2 separate regions of the Mus musculus genome follow, and region 1 is linked to region 2. Evidence: chromatin contacts called from public HiChIP or PLAC-seq data. All regions are on one chromosome and are shown on one strand. Each heading gives the region's core, a stretch centred on a gene start, on an enhancer-like site or on the middle of the called end of the contact. The rest is flanking DNA. Distances are from core to core; before and after follow the strand shown.

Evidence for each region. HiChIP or PLAC-seq counts read pairs in DNA pulled down with a chosen protein or histone mark.
Region 1: an H3K27ac HiChIP or PLAC-seq map of heart atrium shows a contact between it and region 2, with 2.8 times the contacts expected there. The contact joins two enhancer-like sites. A contact is called at or near these places in 2 of 39 promoter capture datasets (embryonic stem cells and stem cell-derived epiblast-like cells), 5 of 484 Hi-C or Micro-C datasets (the HL-1 cell line, embryonic stem cells, nephron progenitors and 1 more) and 1 of 115 datasets of contacts at active chromatin or transcription factors (heart atrium).

The regions. Positions count from the first base shown.
Region 1 is chr8:118,711,007-118,716,237 of GRCm38.p6, forward strand. All of the region lies in intron 3 of Cdh13 (cadherin 13), which reads left to right. Among named protein-coding and RNA genes, the nearest start is that of Gm24035, 290 kb to the left of the region's middle. Within about 2 kb of position 2,270, at least 18 of the 459 cell types and tissues checked have an H3K27ac peak or open chromatin away from gene starts, as enhancers often do. A contact at or near this core is called in heart atrium, where this site is marked.
Region 2 is chr8:118,585,494-118,591,006 of GRCm38.p6, forward strand. The region is part of intron 2 of Cdh13 (cadherin 13); the gene reads left to right. Among named protein-coding and RNA genes, the nearest start is that of Gm24035, 160 kb to the left of the region's middle. Within about 2 kb of position 2,663, at least 5 of the 459 cell types and tissues checked have an H3K27ac peak or open chromatin away from gene starts, as enhancers often do. A contact at or near this core is called in heart atrium, where this site is marked.

The DNA.
Region 1 (5,231 bases), core at 1,020-3,519, 130 kb after region 2:
AGTGTGCTAAGTGAGGTAAGCCAGATACAAGTATGACAAAGTGTGTGTGTGTGCAAAATAAACCTTACAATTATATGTTGTGATGACCTTCATCCATACTCTACAGGCAAAACTGATCAGTTCACGAATGTGACCCTTCTAAGAGGGACATCTCAGAATCTAATGAAGGGTGTTAGATCCTCTGTTAGACAGAGCTCCCTAGGTATGCTCGGTATTACTAGGTATCCTAGTAATGTTGTGACCCTCTGGCAAATGGTACCTGAGCAAGCCAACAATGTAAGGTAGTTCCACAAGAGAACTCTCACATCCTAGCTCTTCAAAGACACAGTCCTCTGAGACAGTGGCCCTAGTGTTGGCGTGACTCGCCAGTGAACCACTGCTACCACCCACAGAGACTGGCACTGTGGTCTTCCTCTTAGATATTCTCCTTAAAACATGTATCCCTCTGTAGGAAGAGCCAGGCAGGCCAGTATAGGAAGCTTTGGGCTGTGTTAGATCCATGCAGGCAAGCTCACAGAGAGCACAGTCTGTGTCCTCCTTGATCGTCACTTGTCCCTGCCTCAGCCTTCCATACCTCTGGGTTCTTCCATCTCTGTCCAGCTTCTAAACTTCCCAAAGGGAACATGATCCTTTGGTCCTTTCCATCACTACACATGATTGCCACCCACTGGTAAGACTGTTTCTGTTGCAGAGCCTCTAAGGCTTGGGTTGGGCCCACAGCAGTCTTCTCATACCGCCCCCCCCCCCCCACCGCCCTGACCAGCCTCACAGCTTAGTGTCTGGGTATCCAAGTCTAAAGAGCATCCACTGCCTTGGGGAGGGCTGGAAGGAGTCTCAGTTCACTCAGATAAGGCCACTGGCTTTTTATCAAGCTTCTGGCATGGGACCCAGTTCACACATGAGCCCCCATCCCCCACTACAACTATACTGCTAAAGATGGATTCTGAACTTCCATATAATAAATTTGGTTTACACCTAGGCTGCTGTTGCATAGTTGGCACTGGGCCCGAGTTCAATCCTCAGAATGCATGTAAGAAAGCTGGCATCCTAGCACATGGCTACAGTCCCAGTGCTGGGAAGGGGAAGATTCCCTAGGGCTTGCGGCCCACCCAGGCAAGGCCGGTGGCTGAGCTCCTGGTTCAGGGAGAGACCCTGTCTCAAACAACGTAGGTATGCTCTGAGGAAGAATGCCACCTGAGGTGTTCTATGTTCTCGTTCTCTCTCTCTCTCTCTCTCTCTCTCTCTCTCTCTCTCTCTCTCTCTCTTTCTCTCTCTCTCTCTCTCAGCTTCTCTGTTTCTGTCTCTCTCTCAGTTTCTCTGTCTCTCTCTCAGCTTCTCTGTCTCTCTCTCAGCTTCTCGTCTCTCAGCTTCTCTCTCTCTCAGCTTCTCTGTTTCTGTCTCTCTTTCTCTCAGCTTCTCTGTCTCTCAGCTTCTCTCTCTCTCAGCTTCTCTGTCTCTGTCTCTCTTTCTCTCAGCTTCTCTGTCTCCGTCTCTCTCTCAGCTTCTCTGTCTGTCTCTCTCTCTCTCTCTCAGCTTCTCTGTTTCTGTCTCTTTCTCTCAGCTTCTCTGTCTCTCTCTCTCAGCTTCTCTGTCTGTCTGTCTCTCTCTCTCTCAGCTTCTCTGTCTCTGTCTCTCTTTCTCTCAGCTTCTCTGTCTCTCTCTCTCAGCTTCTCTGTCTGTCTGTCTGTCTGTCTGTCTCTCTCTCTCTCTCAGCTTCTCTGTTTCTGTCTCTCTTTCTCCCAGCTTCTCTGTCTCTCTCTCAGCTTGTCTGTCTGTCTGTCTGTCTCTGTCTCTGTCTCTGTCTCTGTCTCTGTCTCTGTCTCTGTCTCTGTCTCTGTCTCTGTCTCTCTCTCTCTCTCTCACACACACACACACACACACACACACACACACACAGAGAGAGAGAGAGAGAGAGAGAGAGAGAGAGAGAGAGAGAGAGAGAGAGATGCACACCTTAACATACTTTTCTTGTTACATGCTTTACAAATATAGCTCCACAGGATAGAAAGCTTTGTTCTCATGATTTTGAAGGAAAGACCAGAAGCAGATGAAGCAGATGGAGAGGTTAAAGCCCTGCATAGTCAGGTAGGACACTGCAGAGCTTAGTGAGATTTTCTCTCGGGAAATCTGCCACCAGAGTCTCATCCTCTTGGCCATGCTTTGTCTCAGAAGGGCTTCTCTCACTTCTTTTCAGCACCCGCTGTCCTGTCCCTTCCTGACCCAGGGCCATTTCACCCTTATCAGCTCTCCCCAAATGCTCGCTGTAGCCACTGGATCCACCGATAACCCTGGTCACCTTACAGTGGATGGTCCACACAGCTCTGGGACCGCAGAGCTGACACATTGCGTCTGTCTCTCAAGCAGGCAAGCCGCTAGCAATTATCTCTTAGAGTCTGAAAACAAAGCGTCTGCAGTAACGGTTCATCCAGGATGTGTCTCTCGGGTTCCAGGCACCAGCCCGAAATCAATGTTTCAGACCAGATAAGGAAATGAAAGAAACAAAGAGAGAGAACCACAGGCCCATCCCACTGGAAAAATTCTCCAAAATATTTTAGGCCAATTTCAACTTTTTTTTTCCCCCCAAGAATCTTGATTGAAAAAAAAATCTTGTGTTTACCTAAAATATCACACTGGCCGTTCTGGAAGCTTCTTGCTCCTCGGAGTGTTTATTAAGAAATGCTGCTCTTGCCACAACAAATTTCAGCGTTCTTGGCTTCTGAAAAGCTGTAAAATCATTAGTTATCTCTTAAAATGTATTATTAGAAATTCATGATCTTCCTGTCTCTGTGTCTGAATATCTTGGCACAGGCCACTATGAACTTAATCTGGACAGTCATGGGATGTCTATGCTGACCTTTGAGGTCCCTTCTAGTCAACAGCAATGAATTCATGAACTTGGACTAAAGATTACCAACAGATCTGTTGAAATCTCCCTTTGTTTCCCTCTGGTCTTGAGGAGTAAGTTAACAGATATTGATTTTTATTTCTCGACCTGCAGAGAAATGAGTGTTTCACTGTTGACATTTTTATGATCTGTAGTTTCCGGTCTATTTAATAGCCCTGGTGTGATATTATAAAAAAGGATCTTGATCGTAAAACAACTGTTATAGAAGGTTCTTTCAGCCAAGCAAACCTAGCTGAGTGAATCCGCTTCCTCACAGAGGAAAGTCTTGGTTGTCACATCAGGAAGAGAAACGTTACTTGGGTTGGACAGAGATAAGAGTCTCCCTGTACACCACGTGATGGTTGGCTTACTATTGCTCTCAAAGAATGACCAAATTGCTTTGTTTTTGGTCTGGGAAAGTCTGACCCATGGACCCTTGGAAACGCAAACCTTAAAACCTGATTCAGCAAAGGTCTTGTCTTGGGCAACAGTATTTTGAGTCAGATTGGGTTAAGCTAGGCTGCTATGACAAACAGCTCCCTAAATGTGTAACAACCTTAACAACAGGGATTTATTTCTTGTTCATGATACATTATCAATGTAGGCTAACGGGAATTATGTTCTACACAGTCTGCTACACTAGACGATGGCATCAATATCTATTGCTTGTTTGTTTTGAGATAGAGTCTCACTGTGGATCTTAGGCTGGTCTTGAACGTGGGGCTATCTATCCTCTTGCCTCAGGTTCCCTACTTCTGACACTGTAAGCATGAGCCATCTAATATCATGAGGTGATGTGCCAGCACGGTCTGTGTCATAAAAGGACAACATTCTAGATTTATCTGTCTTCCCAGTACATGGTTTTATAGGAGGGATAACATTTCTTACTGTCATCCTTTGGTCCTGAATGTGGCACAGCCCTGTCTTACCGCAAAGAGGACAGGAAAGTGTGGCTCTGGACATACTCAGAAGAGAAGAGCCAGTCATATACACAAGTATTAGAAATGCTAACCACAGCAACCAGGGTGGAGTGAGTGAGTGTTCCATGTGTCCAGGCAATGTGTCAAGGCCCTACCAACTTTGTTTCATCTAAGTCATACTCAGTGTGCCAGTACTGTTAGAGGTATGCTTCCATGAGGTTTTCTTCTCAGGAAAGGACAGTAGACAGGAAGTGAGGAGGCTAAACAATTAGCCGAGGCTATCTCTGCCTGTGGACAGAGTCGCTGAACTGTTAAGCTGCTGTTCTCCATGGCCTCCAGACAGCTGTGGCCAAAACACGGCCCATCTGCACTTGGAGGCTGAGAAGAGCAACTGCTGCCTTCACTGGGACAATAATGCTCCCACATTGGAGAGAAAGAGGACTCTAACTGAAGGGAGCTGCAGATTCTTTTCCCTCCCACACCGCTGGGAAACTGTCAGCTCAGGAAACCGGTTTTCAGGTGCAAACACGTTGGGCTTCTTAGCCATTGTCTCGGCTCCTAAACAAGGAAAGTAATGTCACATGAGATGAGAAAACTGTTTAAACCAACGTTTAAAATATGCAGCACTGGGATGAAGAGATGGCTCAGAGGATGAAGCGCTTACTGCTCTTGCAGAGGACCCCGGCTCTTTTCCCAGAATCCATGTCAGGGAGCTCACAGTTGCTTAGAACCCTAGTTCCAGGAGATCAACACAGCTGGCCTCTGCCAACACCTGGACTCACACATTTACTTACTCCCCTCTCCAACACTTATACATATATATATATAATTAAACATAAAAATAAATCTTTTTAAATATCCAGAATGTATAGGTTCATGTATAGTCAATTTGAGAAGAGGTCTGTATTTGCATGAGATAATTCTGAAGTGGTATATGCATAGGAGGCTTACTGCAATGGTTTGTATATGCTTGGACCAGGAAGTGGCAGTATTAGGAGGTGGCCTTGTTGGAGTAGGTGTGGCCTTGTTGGAGTGGGTGTGGCCTTGTTGGGGTGGGTGTGGCCTTGTTGGAGTGGGTATGGCCTTGTTGGAGTAGGTGTCACTATAGGCATGGGCTTTAAGACCCCATCCTAGCTGCTTAGAAGGTAGCATCCCTCAGATGATGTAGAGCTCCTGCATTCTCAGCATCTCCTGCACCATGCCTGCCTGGATGCTGCCATGTTCCCACCTTGATGATAATGGACTCAACCTCTGAACCTGTAAGCCAGCCCTAATTAAATGTTGTCCTTTAAAAGAGTTGCCTTGGTCATAGTGTCTCTTCACAACGATACCAACCCTGACTAAGACACATATGTCTAAATTTATGTATAAATTATAAATTACTTAATTTTCATCCTATGAATTCATCATCTGCATCTATCTGGCTA
Region 2 (5,513 bases), core at 1,413-3,912:
GAGCCTTAAGTTTGATTCATTAACAGGACAAAAATCTCAAAACCAATATATCTGTTATATGAGTCTCTAACTTAAATATGCACACCCAGATCTTCCGCAAAAGCCAAAGTGATTTATCTGTGCAGCCATTAAAGCAGAGTTACAGACGTTTTAAACAAAATCTACACTTATGTTGCATATAGTCACATATTGCAAAACCGTTGTAACAGATTAGATTATACACTTGCATTGTTGCAAGGAACAGAAGGCAGTCTCTATATTTAGATGCTAAACTATAGCAAATGTTTTAGACTCCGAAGGGATTTCTCTTCCCTGAACTGGGATTAGTATCAAATGCTGGCCAGCTGACAACAACATTAGGCAGTTTTTATTTTAACGTAAAGCCTATAGGATCCTGTTACCCCCTCGACAAGGGCTTGGGGGCTCATGATACTACAGATTGGGACGCTGGTTATAGCATCTGACCTTTCGTTTCTCTGACTCTCCTTCTCCTTTTAGTGTGACCTCTCTGCCTACCTACTCCTGCCTCTTACACCCCAAATGGTGACAGTGTTGATTACATGGCAGGTGATGGTAAAGGGGGATATGTACATTTTCAGGATATTGAAAACAGCTTCAGCTGCAAAGCAAGTTTGGGAATGATCATGGGAGAACAGAACCATTATGTCATGAATTAGGGAATGAACCTATTACATCATGCATTAGAGAAAGGAACTATTATGTCATACATTAAAGAATGGAATTATTACATCATGCATTAGAGGATAGAAATATTATGTCATGCATTAGAAAATGGAACTATTACATCATGAGTTAGAGAATAGAATTATTACATCACACATTAGAGGATAGAGCTATTATGTCAAGCATTAGCGAATGAAACTATTATGTCACTGAATTAGATGTCATTCTTGTGTTTTTTGTAACGTTCCTTGCCACCCTCCCAGCCACCCTGCCCCAGGGTCTCATTTATTGAAACCAATACAAAACTAAGATATTTTTTTATAAGTTCGAGTTATAAAAAGACTTCTCTCCCAAGAAATAACCTATAAGATGAAAATATTTCTCCAGATATAAAATAATAGAAGCTACAGCTCTGTGCTTTGCCTGTGTTTTATTCAAATATTAAACCCATGGGTGTCTGGGTAGGGGCTTGGAATCTCAGTTCAGAAAGGCGATTTTGATGCTGCTATCCCAGACTTAGAGTTTACCTTCCATATTTTCAATGAAACCCCATTGCTCAAGTAGAATTTTTGTTATGAACAACTGAGAGATGGCATTTAAAGTGGAAACCCCTACAGAATGGATGTCACACGGCAGTGATGAATTTGTGATGGGACTGGCTGGAAGTGTCTGACATTTTAAGTGTCTCATTGCTCCGAATTCATTTGGCATTTATTGTAATAGAAATGACCATATTGGATTCATTTGGCATTCATGTGGACTTCACATGTATTTATGGAGATGTAACTTGGTAATTTAACATTTATTGTACTAAGCATTATTTAATGGACATTGAAAGACATTGTCGCATGGTGCTTAATAGAGTCGGTAACTCTGAAGTTAATCTTCTGTCAAAACAAAGGAATGAAAAACCACTTTGAGACCCCAAGCCCCCCCAAGCAACTCATCTGCATAAGTCAAAATTGTGTATTTACTCTGCCAGATCTTGCTTTCTAAAAATTTTTAAGCCAGAAGGTTGACTCTAGGACCAAGACAGGGAAGAGCAGATGTTCAATTTAGACCTCTTTATATCCTAAAATTGTCTACAAGTACATTAATCTCAGTCTAAAAATACTAAGGATGATTTTCTTGGCTCATCTACAGTAAATTCAGCACAGGGCAGGGGCATGTGCTCTCTGATTTCTTCCTTTCTTCTTCTACTACAGCGTTTAGCATGTCCCTGTTAACCTACTCCTCTCAAATAATCCTGGTTTTTTTTTTCCTCCTTGCAGAAGAATTATTTTTAGAACAAAACAAGTCATCATTTAGAACAATTGAGAGTCAAGGGAAACTTCCCAGAGAAGTGACAGGAGAGCTCTTCAGACCCCATGATGGCGACCTTTTGTTTCCTTTTATTTTATCTCTCTAAGAACATCTTGCTTAAGGGCACAGCATCAGGCAAAACTTTGCTGTTAGTCACTTTTAAAGGCGTGGTGGAGAAGGCCTTGCCCTCTCTCCAGTTTTCTCTGTTGCCTTTTTAACACCACTCAAATGCAGACCTTTTACTGACCACTCGTAGAAGGGACCAGACATCTGGTCCCCCTGCCTTGAGATAAATCACTGTTCAGCTCTGATGGCCGAATATACATTGTTTAGTCATCGAGGTACTGGAAACATCTACAATCTTTTGCTTTCTAATATATGTGTGTGTGTTGCATTCATGCACCAGGTGGGTGAAGTGACCCTGATGTTTTATGATGCTTGTTGTAGTCCCTTGGGCTGTAGGTACAAGCGGGTGTGCACTGGGGTGTAGGCACTGGGAACTGAATTCACCCCTTCTAGAAGAGCGGCAAGTGTGCTGTGTATAAGTGAAAGAAACCCTTTCCTTTCTTTTACTCATGATGTTTCCTCTATCCTCTACCTCCCAGGGCTGGGATTTCAAGCATGGACCACGGCATGCAGCTCTTTTATAGGGCTTATCAGCTCATGCTTACCCAGCAAGCTCTTTGCTGACTGGGCTGCCTTCCCCACTCCAGAGAGGTTTCAAGAGGATTTATTTATATCCTAAGTCTATGGTCATGGATCATGGCCAACCACATAGCTTCAGCAACGAAATGCATTCGGGGGCAGCTACAATGGCTTGAAGTCCCACATTGGGTACTATCAGAGCCCTGACAGGATCCTCCCTGGACCACCAGCTCACGTGGCTCCAGGCTTCTTTTAACCTATAGTCGTGTGTCTTCCTTCTACTAGTGCCTATGCACTCTCTGGATGTCTGTGCTTTTGAGTGATATTTCTTACTTTTTATAAAGAACAAACAAATAACAACAGCAAACAAAAACAAACAAACAAAAAACAATCTTAAGGAATTAGAACCTCCCCTAAGGAGCTCACTCTAACTTAATTCCATCTACAAAGATCCAGTTGCAATAAGGACACATCCACAGATACTTGTGCAAGATGGCCATGGGGGATAGCGTTCAGCCTACAACAGGGACTTTCTGAGCCAGTTTTTACCAGGGACAATATTTTAATGCATGTTTTTGGTTTTATAATTAACTTTTTCCTGGGAGGGGCTGAGACAAAATGAAGTTATTCGCTCTCAAGGGCTGGTTTTGTTTTTTTTGTTTGTTTGTTTGTTTTGTTTTGTTTTGTTTTTTGTTTTTTTGTTTTTTTGGGTTTTTTTTTTTTGGTTTTGATTTGTTTGACATTTGCGCTGGCATTCAAGAAGAGTGGATTTCTTTGTAGCAAGCTGTGTTCTTTACCCTTTGTGCATCTGATGGGCTTGCTCTGGAAGACTCACTTGCTCTTTGATCTTAGTGCATGGCCTTGGTCCCTGGGATGGCCACTGAATGTCACTTTGATTTCCAAGTTGAAAACATGCCATTACTCCATTACGGTTCTGATGCAGAACCATGATACTTAGGCAAACGGTTGAAGATGTCGTTCAATGTCACAAGCTAAGCTACATGCACTGTGGCAGAGTCAGTTGGGTTCCTCTTGGTATAAGCTGCTGGAACCCACTCTGACTAGCAGCAAGCAGGAACAGAAAAGACTATTGCTGGGTGGATTTATTTCTGAAAGATGCTATAACAAAGTGCCAGGAACTTGTAGGTTAGCGACTGCAAAAGTTTATCAATCACTTCTGGAGTCTAGGAGAGATGTTCTTTCTATGGGAAGTGGTACAAAACCAACTAGGCTTCTCTTCCTGCTCCTGCTGGTGTGCCCCGTGTCCAGCACCCTTGGTATATTGATGCATCCCGTCACCCATCCATGGGTTTACCCCCACATGCCATCCCCATCCCACGTTCATGTCTCTCTCACTACCCAATGTTCCCTTGGTTATAAACACACTATTATTGCAGAGATTTCCCTTGTTATCTTATTACCTCCATAAAAAGCCCACCTCCAAATAAAGTTATAGGTTATAATTCTAAAATGTCTTTTTTGTTTGGGGGTGGTGGTGGAGAATATACATCAACCCCTAACAATGGTCAAATATTGTGTTTGAAATGAAAACTGGATGACCCGTGAAGGGAAGGAACCCAAGTTACACCTGGGCACTGGAATCAGTGAACCTTCTAGAATGTTCTCACTGATAAGTTTTTCTCATAGCCATTGCCTGGGGGCTATCATTTGGTGTAGAGAATGTTCATGTGTTGGTGTGTGTGTGTGTGTGTGTGTGTGTGTGTGTGTGTGTGTGACTGCATATGTGTGCGAGACTGCATATGTGTGCATGTGCAAGCCTGCACCTGTGTTCAGCCATTTCTTCTGCTACAAAATTAGATGTAACCACGGAGTGGGCCAAATGTTACCCCTTCTTTTTACCCTTCCCAGACCTTGGGTCGATCTCTGAAGATGAAAGGTGTGTTTGTACTCTAAAGAAGCAGCTGTCTATTGATTGAAGTGGCAGAATCAATTGATGTCCTACAGCCTGTTCCCGGCTGGGGGCATGGGAGTGGCAACAGGTGTGTATTTATGTGTCATCCATGCTTTTAAAGCCCAAGGTAGGAATGGAGGTGACATCATCCAAACATCATCAAGAAGGACTTAGATGCAGACCCTAAGATTAGAGCATGGAACAGCTCAGTTTACAGCAGCCGTGCACTGCTGACTTACAGACATGTCCTTCTAAGGCTTGCCCTGTCTCCCTGAGTACAGCCCAGAAAAAACACAGGTTCTGCTTCCTCCAGGGGAGCCACAGGGAACTGCAGAGAGGGGACCCTTTCGTCCCCAACTTAGGCTTGCCTGGTGTCTATAGCTGTCTCCCAGGGGGGAGTCTGGTGACACTGCAAGAACATCAGGACATAGATCTGTCCACTTAGCTTAGCTCTGAGGCCTCTGGGACCAGGGGAGACTTGCTGCGTTTTCTTGAGTGTTCTGTTTCCTTCTTAGAGTAACAGAGGTCCCATAAAAAGACGAGGCCAGTAAACTACCACATCTATCATTCCTGCTCAATGCAAATTTTACAAGACCCCACCCCGCCACACCAGTTCACTCCCTGCACAGGGTTTCCCAGCCCCTGCTACCCCAGTTCTTCCCCTGGCACAGGGTTCCCCGCCCCCACCCCAGTCACCCCAACCACCCCAGTTCTGTTCCCTGCACAGGGTCACAAACTCAACACAGGTCACTTTGTCATTTGTATCTCTTGGATGCAGCGCGAGAGCAGACTTCATTGTGCAATCATGGCATACTTTTCTCAAAAGGAATGTTGACAATGATAGCTGTGTGGGCAGACAGCCTAACCCCATGCCCATCAAGTTGCATAGAATCAGCTTTGCGATACAATATCTTAAACAGGGAAGCCTGGATCTTGCCCATGTGGTACGCATACAGGGCTTCAAATGTCA